2 separate regions of the Mus musculus genome follow, and region 2 is linked to region 1. A link is a contact called in public Hi-C data. All regions are on one chromosome and are shown on one strand. Each heading gives the region's core, a stretch centred on a gene start, on an enhancer-like site or on the middle of the called end of the contact. The rest is flanking DNA. Distances are from core to core; before and after follow the strand shown.

The links. A called contact is a pair of places that touch in the nucleus more often than the background predicts.
Region 2: a contact with region 1 is called in a Hi-C map of CD8 T cells, with 1.7 times the contacts expected there. The contact joins two enhancer-like sites. A contact is called at or near these places in 4 of 484 Hi-C or Micro-C datasets (CD8 T cells, the N1E-115 cell line, nephron progenitors and 1 more) and 4 of 115 datasets of contacts at active chromatin or transcription factors (CD8 T cells, hepatocytes, memory CD8 T cells and 1 more).

The regions. Positions count from the first base shown.
Region 1 is chr12:17,374,191-17,378,557 of GRCm38.p6, reverse strand. All of the region lies in intron 12 of Nol10 (nucleolar protein 10), which reads right to left. Among named protein-coding and RNA genes, the nearest start is that of Mir3066, 21 kb to the right of the region's middle. Within about 2 kb of position 1,282, at least 26 of the 459 cell types and tissues checked have an H3K27ac peak or open chromatin away from gene starts, as enhancers often do. A contact at or near this core is called in CD8 T cells, memory CD8 T cells and regulatory T cells, where this site is marked.
Region 2 is chr12:17,505,083-17,509,549 of GRCm38.p6, reverse strand. No RefSeq gene overlaps it. Among named protein-coding and RNA genes, the nearest start is that of Odc1, 38 kb to the left of the region's middle. Within about 2 kb of position 2,384, at least 107 of the 459 cell types and tissues checked have an H3K27ac peak or open chromatin away from gene starts, as enhancers often do. A contact at or near this core is called in CD8 T cells, memory CD8 T cells and regulatory T cells, where this site is marked.

The sequences.
Region 1 (4,367 bases), core at 33-2,532:
AAGGTGGCAAGATATTCTACAGCCAACCCTCTCATGACTACACACAATATCAGTTGACATCTCCCCAACCCTTTACAGGTAATTCAGGATCCTTTATAAGCTTGTACATGATCTCAGCAAGCAAGGCACCCTTCAAAATAAACTCACCAGCCCCATATAATTTGGAGAATAAAAATTCCACTCAAAACAGAAAAGGCTTCTTATGTTATCAAATAAACCATTAAGTAGTCTAAATACCACCCAACAAAATGAAAAAAGAATTCCACCGTCTACATGGGATCTACTGGCTCACCTTCTTGATGCTTCTAACATAATGTCAAACAAACAGCAAAGGTGATTCCAAGAATAGCACAAAGGCCACTTAACTTAAGACCATGGAGTTAACGGAGGCATTTTTTCTAATAAGCAGTAGTGGTTTTTGAGGACGCTGGCAGCGTTACGAACAGCAGTTCTACTAAGTTTCTCAAGATGCTACTGCTTATTGTTCTTAAGAGAAAACTTTTCAGAGAAGGAAAACAGCCCAGCAACTAGAGTCCAAGGCACTCTCCTCCAGTGTCAGTGGTGACAGATCTGATAAAGCAGTGCCCTCCTCAGACACATGTCTGAATCAGAACTCATCTGGGTGTATGTCATAGAAAGGCTCACCAACACTCAAAACACAAAACCAGAAACAGTGTTTATGGCAGGTCTGCTGGGGGGGCGGGGAGGGGGGGAGCTCCCTGAACCATCTGCAATCCGCTACCAAGCTGGGTGATAAAAGCACAGAAAGGAAGGAACTTAAAGCTTGTAGGCAGCAGCTCAACACAGCAGTGTCAAGAAAGGACAGAACAAAACCACAGGCAGCGTTACACTTCGCTAGGTATTCATCTTGACTGTAATGTACAAAAGAATCAATCACAGGGATGAAAAGGAAGGCTATAGGCAGGTGGCTGGCCAACCATGTTTGAAAAGCACCACACTAAAACACACAGCTTCAACAGCACTCTCAATGGCTCAAGGCAGACATTCTGGGAAGAGGGGCAGCAGGGACACATGTGTCTCATCTTCAGCTTCTCACTGACATGTGAAGACTCCACTTTGTGAGTGCTATGTGCAAATGCCCCATGGTTGTTCCTCATGCCACCCTGTGGGAGGATGCTGACAGGGACAAGAGCTATGACATTTTCCACAGTCCTGCTGGTCTCTTACAGCTCTCTCTTGGTGGGTGAGAAAGCTGAGGGTCATAATGGGCATAATTAAGCCTGAAGCAGGTCTTTCTTAAGTCCAAAGCCCACCTTCTTCCCTTCTGCCAATGGCTCTGGACCTCTGGACCTGCTTTAACAGGCTGGGGTGGGACTCACACATGTGTCATCTTTACATGCTTCCTGTGTCGTCACACCATGCACACTGGGTCCCAGAGCTGTGCTGCCTCTGGCAGTGCCCTGACCTGCAGAATGGCTGGCTGCTCCATGTAAGAAACTGTGCCACGTAAGCAGTCAGGTAAGGGCCAGGAAGGCAAAATCATTTCTCAATATTCTGAGCTGCCTTGCAAGTACAAAGAAACTATTACTAAACATGTGCCATGATTAGGTCTGAATTATTCCAAAACTGAGTGTGTGGAAAAGAATGAGGTTTTACCTTCTCTAAACTATGGTTAAGCACACAGTGATGAAGACAAAGCACAGAGTGGAGGGAAGATGGGTACGGTAAAGCCGGTGCAGAGCACAACCTCTGAGCACAGCAAGGAGCCCAAGCCAACCTGCGAGGGCAGCACACACTGTCTTGCGAAACAATTATTGGCCTGCCTGGTGTACTTCTCTAAGTCATTTGACAGAAAAAGCCATTCCTTGTCCAAACTACACATGGTAAAAGATTCCTGAACACACTGAACCAACTTTACCCTCCCCACACGGATGATCTGCTGGAATGATAATTGGCATGCAGAGCCTGCAGCTTGGCTCACACGGATGATCTGCTGGAATGATACTTGGCATGCAGAGCCTGCAGCTTGGCTTGAGGTGCCTTCATGATTTTTTTCCCCAAAATACAAGGCTTCTCTGTGTAGCCATGGCTGTCCTAGAATTAGGTCTGTAGACCAGGCTGGCCTCAAATTCAAGAGATTTACTGACCTCTATAAAAGTAATTTTTATTTTCCTGGTTTAATTGTCATCTTGGAGGCTGATTGCCTCCATGTGCTAACCTAGGCCTAGTCCTGGAAGCTTCTAATCTAGACCTAGAATGTTTCAGCCTCTGAGACTTACTGCTGAATAAGCTCACCCTTTCTAGTTCCTTCTGATCTCTGGCTGGCTGGTCCTATTCAGCTGTTCTGGCTCAACTCCTCTTCAAGCTGACTGATTCAAGCTAGCTTCTCTCAGTTTCTTAATAAATTGCCCTGCTTGGCCTCGTCTCACTTTGGCCATATGTTCTAATCTTCTGATTCTCTCTGCAACCTATCTCTTTATTACTGTCCTGGTAAAACTGCCTGCCTTCTCTCTCTGCACTCTCTCTTAAGTAGCTTCCCTTTCCTCCTTCTTCTCATAAGAGTTGGGCATATTCTGTTCTATCAAATCTTTCTCTGATTCATCACTTGTCTGCCAATCAATAAGACATCACTTTCAACTGTGGGTGCTTCCTTCTACAAACTAGCTTTACCTTCATTGTTTAGGATTAAAGGTGTGTGCTAAGGCATTCCAGCCAAGAGGATTAAAGGTGTGTGCTAAAGAGCTAAGCCACATGACCACTAGAAAAAGGTTTTTTCAGTAAATATCACACTCTCAGGGTTCACAGTGTGATCACACATTCTGCTACATACCTCTGCCCCCAAGTGCTGGGATTAAGGTACGTGCCACCACACCTGGCTTGTCCATAAACCTAAACACATTTCATCAAGCAGGGAGACCTTACTGAATTCTAGCAAGTTGGGGGACCTCACTACTAAATTCAGGCAACCCTTCACTGCTACTTTAGGTTCAGCACGGGATAGAAAACACGCTAAGTGACACCGGGAGGAACAACCACATATATTCAAGAGACATACACTCTACCAGAAGACTGGTCTGACCTTAGAAAAGTTAACACGATGAGGAAGAGGAAATGTGTGTTTGTGCCAGGGGGAGGGGGTATATTCCTGAGTGAGGTCCCCTTATCACTCTCTGCCACCCTTTCAGACTGCTTCTCCCTCACCTACCAATCTTTCTCCTCCCCCTTTTCCATCTACTACTTCACTGGGCTCACTGAGCTTCTGTGTAGCCCAGAATCCACATGAGGGCATTTCAATACCTCAGCACCTTCCCCTCAATGAGTCCCTCAACTTTGCAGAAGTGACCACACTCATCAGCATAAGACCCAGCAACTCTAATAAATGAAATGACAAGGCCCTCCACCGCCTGTCCCTCCCCACTAGGAGCATGTAACTAGAGTCCACTTCAGAAGGTTCTAACCAAGGCCTTGCCTTATACCAGGCAGGTAACTAACCCTGGTAAATTACCCTACTTCTATGACCACTTGTGGTACAAGACAGAGGGCTGGATATGATGTCACCAGCCCACAATTGCAGTACGCAGAAGGCCGAGGCAGAGGATCATGAGTTTGAAGCCTGGTTGGGCAAGAAACTGCTTCAGGGAAGCTGCTGAAATATATAGGGAGAATCTCAATAAAACAAAAACAAACAAGCAAGCAATAAATAAATAAACAAACCCAAAAGCCAGATAGAAAGAACTAATTCTGGGCCACTGATTATACAGGATTATAATACGATAAGTGATAGACTTGTATTTCTCACTCATACTCAAAGCAGTGAGTCTGCTCTTTCCTCCAGGCCCCAGGTACAAAGCCACAGGCTCTGTCTCAGGCTGGACCTGAGCATCAGTAATACATGGTTCTTTGATGCTGCTGTATCCATTCGCTCTTCTCCCCATTGCTCGAAATGGAATGGCTTCTGCTATTTCAAGTCTCCTATGTCCCCTGGGTCTTCATACCCACTCTGGCTTCTTCAATGATCAATCTGTACTTACTTAAGAACATTCTTACCTGCTAACCTAGACATATACGTTACGGTGTGCCAGGTGTTGAACTGTGGCAAACTATCACTACCCCTCATTGTCAATGCCTAATACGTAAATGCCAGAAACACACATGCTGGCTTGCTCAACTCAGGACACTATTTCATGGGTCCTGCAGTTCTAAGGCGGCCCACTCTTTATCTGTGTGGGCCCTCTGGTGACAGATGGAGCCCAGCTGGTCAGGTGACCACCTGCACCCACCTGTCCTTTCCCTTCAGCCCTCCCACGACCCTGTTACTCTTCTGACATTGTCTTCTTGGTGAATCACCTTACCCACAAAGCCACTCTAACCCCATTCCGTGACTGCCCTCCACATAAGACCCTGAA
Region 2 (4,467 bases), core at 1,135-3,634, 130 kb before region 1:
TTCCTTCAGGCTCACAGTCTGTCTTACCGTAGGGCTCTTATGTCTTCCACTCTGAGTGGTTTTGTTTCTGTCACCTGGGAAACCACCTCCTTCTACAGCATCTTCAGAAGCAAAACCCTGATGGGTTAGGCTTGGACTGGGAAGTATTCTCATCTCAGCCACCAGCACCAAAAACCATAAACAAATTAAGGAAATAATTGCTTATAACTGTCTATAACTCCAGTTCTAGGGGATGCAATGCTTTCTTCTACACTCCACATGTGGTACACAGACATTACATACAGGCAAAACACCCATAACATAAAAAATAAATTAATAGAAAATTTAAAATAATTTTAAAGTTTAAAATAAGAAAAAAAAGCCGGGCAGGGTGGCACACGCCTTTAATCCCAGCACTTGGGAGGCAGAGGCAGGCGGATTTCTGAGATCGATTCCAGCCTGGTCTATAGAGTGAGTTCCAGGACAGCCAGGGCTACAGAGAAACCCTATCTCAGGAAAAAAAAAAAGAAAGAAAGGAAAACAACAGCAGCAACAACAAAACAAAAAGAAAAGAAGAGAAAAGAAAAGAAAGGAAAAAAATAAGAAAAATTGAAGGGCTCAAAAAATAGTCATCTTAGGACCCAAGCAGTTCTGTCCTTAGGCATGTTACCAAATGAATGGACAGCCTGCATCCACACAAAAACCTTCACAAACATCTATAGCTGCATGACTCATAACAGACAACAGGTGAAACAATCCAATGTTCATACCATGGAGTACTACCCGCCAATCAAAAGGAATAGTGTCCTGGTATTCACTGCAACAGGGATGTGCCTTGCAACTAGGACAGTGACCAAGGGTGGACCAAGGCTAGTCCATATACTATATGAACCCAAATTAAATGAGATATGCAGAATCAGAAAATCTACAGAGACATGAATGAGGCACATGGGTGGAAGTGACTTGGGATGACAAGTGGGGAGTGACAGTACTGGGAGTGGTGTTGCTTTGCGGGCGGGCAGATGAAAACCCTTGGAAGCTAGAGCGCAGTGATGGCTGCAGGCACTAGAGCCTACAGGAATGACATACTGAAGGAGTGCTTTCGTGGACTGTGAACTCTATTTCAACTAAAAACAGGAAAGATAGGGTCGAAGAGACAGCACAACACTGAAGAACATTACTGTTCCTCATGGGGCCCAAGTTTGACTCCCCACATCCACACTGGGCAGCTCAGAACTGTAATCCACCTCCAGGGGACCCCACTCTTCTTCCAGTCTCAGGGGCACCTGCGCTCACAGGGGCTGCAATTCACGCACAGAGACGCATGCGCTCATACAATTGAAAATAAAACAAACCTATTCTTTCTGTTCATTTTTCTTTTTCTTTTCTTTTTTCTTTCTTTTTGGTGTTTCGAGACAGCATTTCTCTGGGTATCCCAGGTTGTCCTGGAACTCACTGTGTAGACCAAGTTTAGAGATTTACCTGCCTCTAAGTGCCATCACTACTCAGCAAAAAAAATAATAAAATAAATAAAATAAAATAACATAAGTCGTTTTAAAAAAAAAGCGGGGGAAAATGTAGCTGTGGGCTTGTGTTCTTATGTTTACAAGCCAGAAGTTAGCTGCCAGCCTTGTGGATCTGCAGGTATCTGGCAAGCCTCGTAGGTAATGGAACCTCCTTAGAATTCTCCTCGCGTGAGCATCTTCCACAAGAGTGCTGTCTACTCAGTGTGAATTCCAGAGCACTGAAGTGCTTAATAAAGCAGGGGCCGAGCATCTGCCCAGGAGACCTGAGACAGAGGGCGGACTCAACCCAGATGATCAGAGAGGGCCCTTTGCATCCCCTAAGCTACCAGCTTAGGACTGGAACCAAGACCCTCTCTGGATGCACAGTAAGCAGGCAGGGGCTCTGCCAAGTCCTCACTGATCTGGCCAGTCAAACATTCCCCGCAAGCCCTGAGTCTTGGGTTGTCTTCTGTGTGCTGATCCCTTTAGCCACAGGAAGAAGGCATCTCATCCCAGGAAATGACTGTGGGTCACGGAACATCTGTCCTGGGAAGACAAGGCCATACTCAAATGACAACTAAAGAACAAGAACCGGCCCTGGGTGGAAATCCCCAGTCACACTTTCAGGACCATCTATTCTTCCTGCGTCACCTCCTGAAGCACCTGCCTCAGCAGCTCAGCCCTTCATTCCCCACTGGCTGGCGATTGACGCAACCCGAGGGGTGACGCTGGGGCCGGGACTGGTCTCATCGGAAGCAGCAGGCTTTCAAGTCACATCCTGGAAAAAGGGGAAAACCCCAAGGCAGATGCTGATTACTTAAGAGGATTTATAAACTGTCCCTTTGATTCACTGAAACTGTCCGGGGAGCCAGCCAGGCTGAGCGAGCTGTGTTTGCTTTTGCAGTGTGAGCTCCAGCAATACGTGGAACTCTGCCCATCCTAGGGGAAGCCTGTGAGTCGGTGACAAGCTGTGACCCAACAAAGATCATTCCAGGCTTCACAACTTACAGACTGTTATCATCAGAGTCATGGAAGTTGACCTTTGGCACACAAGATTTCCCTAGAGGATATACAATCACTCCCAAGAAAGGAGTCCGAATGTGCTGCGTCCATTTCACTGATGGGGAAGCTGAGGCTTTCAGAAGTTAGATGCCTTCTTCAAATACATTAACTCAGGGATAATGGGACTGACATTAGACCCCAGGTGGCTTGTCTCTGGACAGGACAAACTGGTTGGTATTCCTGGAGAAGGGTGGGCTAGTGGCAGATGGTCAGGACCTGCTCTACTCCAGCCTCTGGGTAGAACCCCAATGAATAAACTCTGCCCCTAAATGGCAAGTCATAGAAATGGACCCCAAAGCCTCTTTGGGAAGTCAGGACTGGGTCCAGATGAGTCCAACTCAGACCCTAAATGGAACAGCAACTCCAAGGATGAGACCAGCCAGGTTAGGAGCCACAGCAGGTTCATAAATATTTCAGATGGGCTACAGGGCAGGAAGTGGGGGTGGTGACACTGTACCCAGGAACAGTGACACTGGCACCCACTTTGATTCCATATGCATCTCGACAGCTACTGCTGTGTAACAAGGGCCCCAGTGCCCACTGCATGCTGGACACTAACAGATGAACTTTGCTCCTGCAGCCTTCCCTACTTCCATTTCCTTCTAAGTACAGAGTAAGGTGGAGCTTCCATGTGTGGGCCCCAAGATCAGTCTTGCTGTAGGAGAGAGCATGTGTATGATAGCCACCGGCAAAATATCTCCCTGCCCACACCCTTCTTCCTCTAATCAGCCTTGGTCACCTGACCTGGATGTGGCTGTAGGGAGCAGAGATAGGGACAGTGTGGCCTCTGGTCCTGTCAGACACAGGGACAGCTGTGTCTTTCCCTGCCAGCTGGCATGCTGAGATCTAAAGGCACAGACCACACACTCTCAGCAGTGATTAACGAAGGAATCGATTGATCTTGGACTTTGGAACACAGAGCTGAGAAAAGAACTGGGAAGCAGCTTCTGAGATGTCCCAAGCAGCCCTCAGATGCAGAGGCTCCATTAGAGGTGGGGAGAGTTGTCTCACGTCAGTGAGTGCAGCAGAGGAGGTCCTGGGCTCACACTGCACATTCCTCACACCTGCACTCTGCAGATTTGCATGCCCTGAAGCCACCACCCACTGAAGACACTGATGCTGTCCTACTTTCCTAGCTGCCTCTGAAACTTTTCTTGTTTTACCCTGCCTGGAGCTACCCTGGGCCCTAGGTAACCACAGATGTACTTCCTCTTGCCTTAGGTTAGCTCAGCTTTTAAGAACTTTGTAAAAGTGGGACCACCGTCTACTGTGCAAGGCTGCTTTCAGTCAGCATGACAATACTGAGATTCATCCTTATTGGGCAGACTCATTTACATTTCCTTTCTCTAGCACCTTCTCTTTCTTCCTGCCTTCCCACTTCCTGGTCCTTCCATCTTTTTCTTTCTTTCTTTCTTTCTTTCTTTCTTTCTTTCTTTCTTTCTTTCTTTCTTTCTTTCTTTCTTTCTTTCTTTCTTTCCTAAGCACGGTCCTTTTAGACCACTTTGGTACAGTGTATTTATCCATTCATTTGGATACCTTGTGGACACCTGGGTTATTTCTAGTGTAGTCTGTTACAGAGAAAGCTGCTGGGAGCATTCAGCATGTATGTCTTCCCATGGACAAAGCTGTCCTTCATCTTGGGCACATAACCAGGTGTGAAGTATCTTTATTCCCCCTTCAGTTCCTGCAAACCATTCTAACCAGGAGTCAAGGGAAGGTCTATCACTATCTACCCACTCCAGTCCTGATACATTCCTTACATCACTGTGCCCTAACACCAGCCCTGACTCAAGCCTTGGCCCATGGTGCAGTGTAGTGCCTGGCTTCTGGGCTCGCCATTCTCTTCAGACAAAAGACAGACTTTCTGAACCATGAATGTCCACCTTCAGGAGCCTTTAGTGCTCTTTCTTGGCTTTCCAGA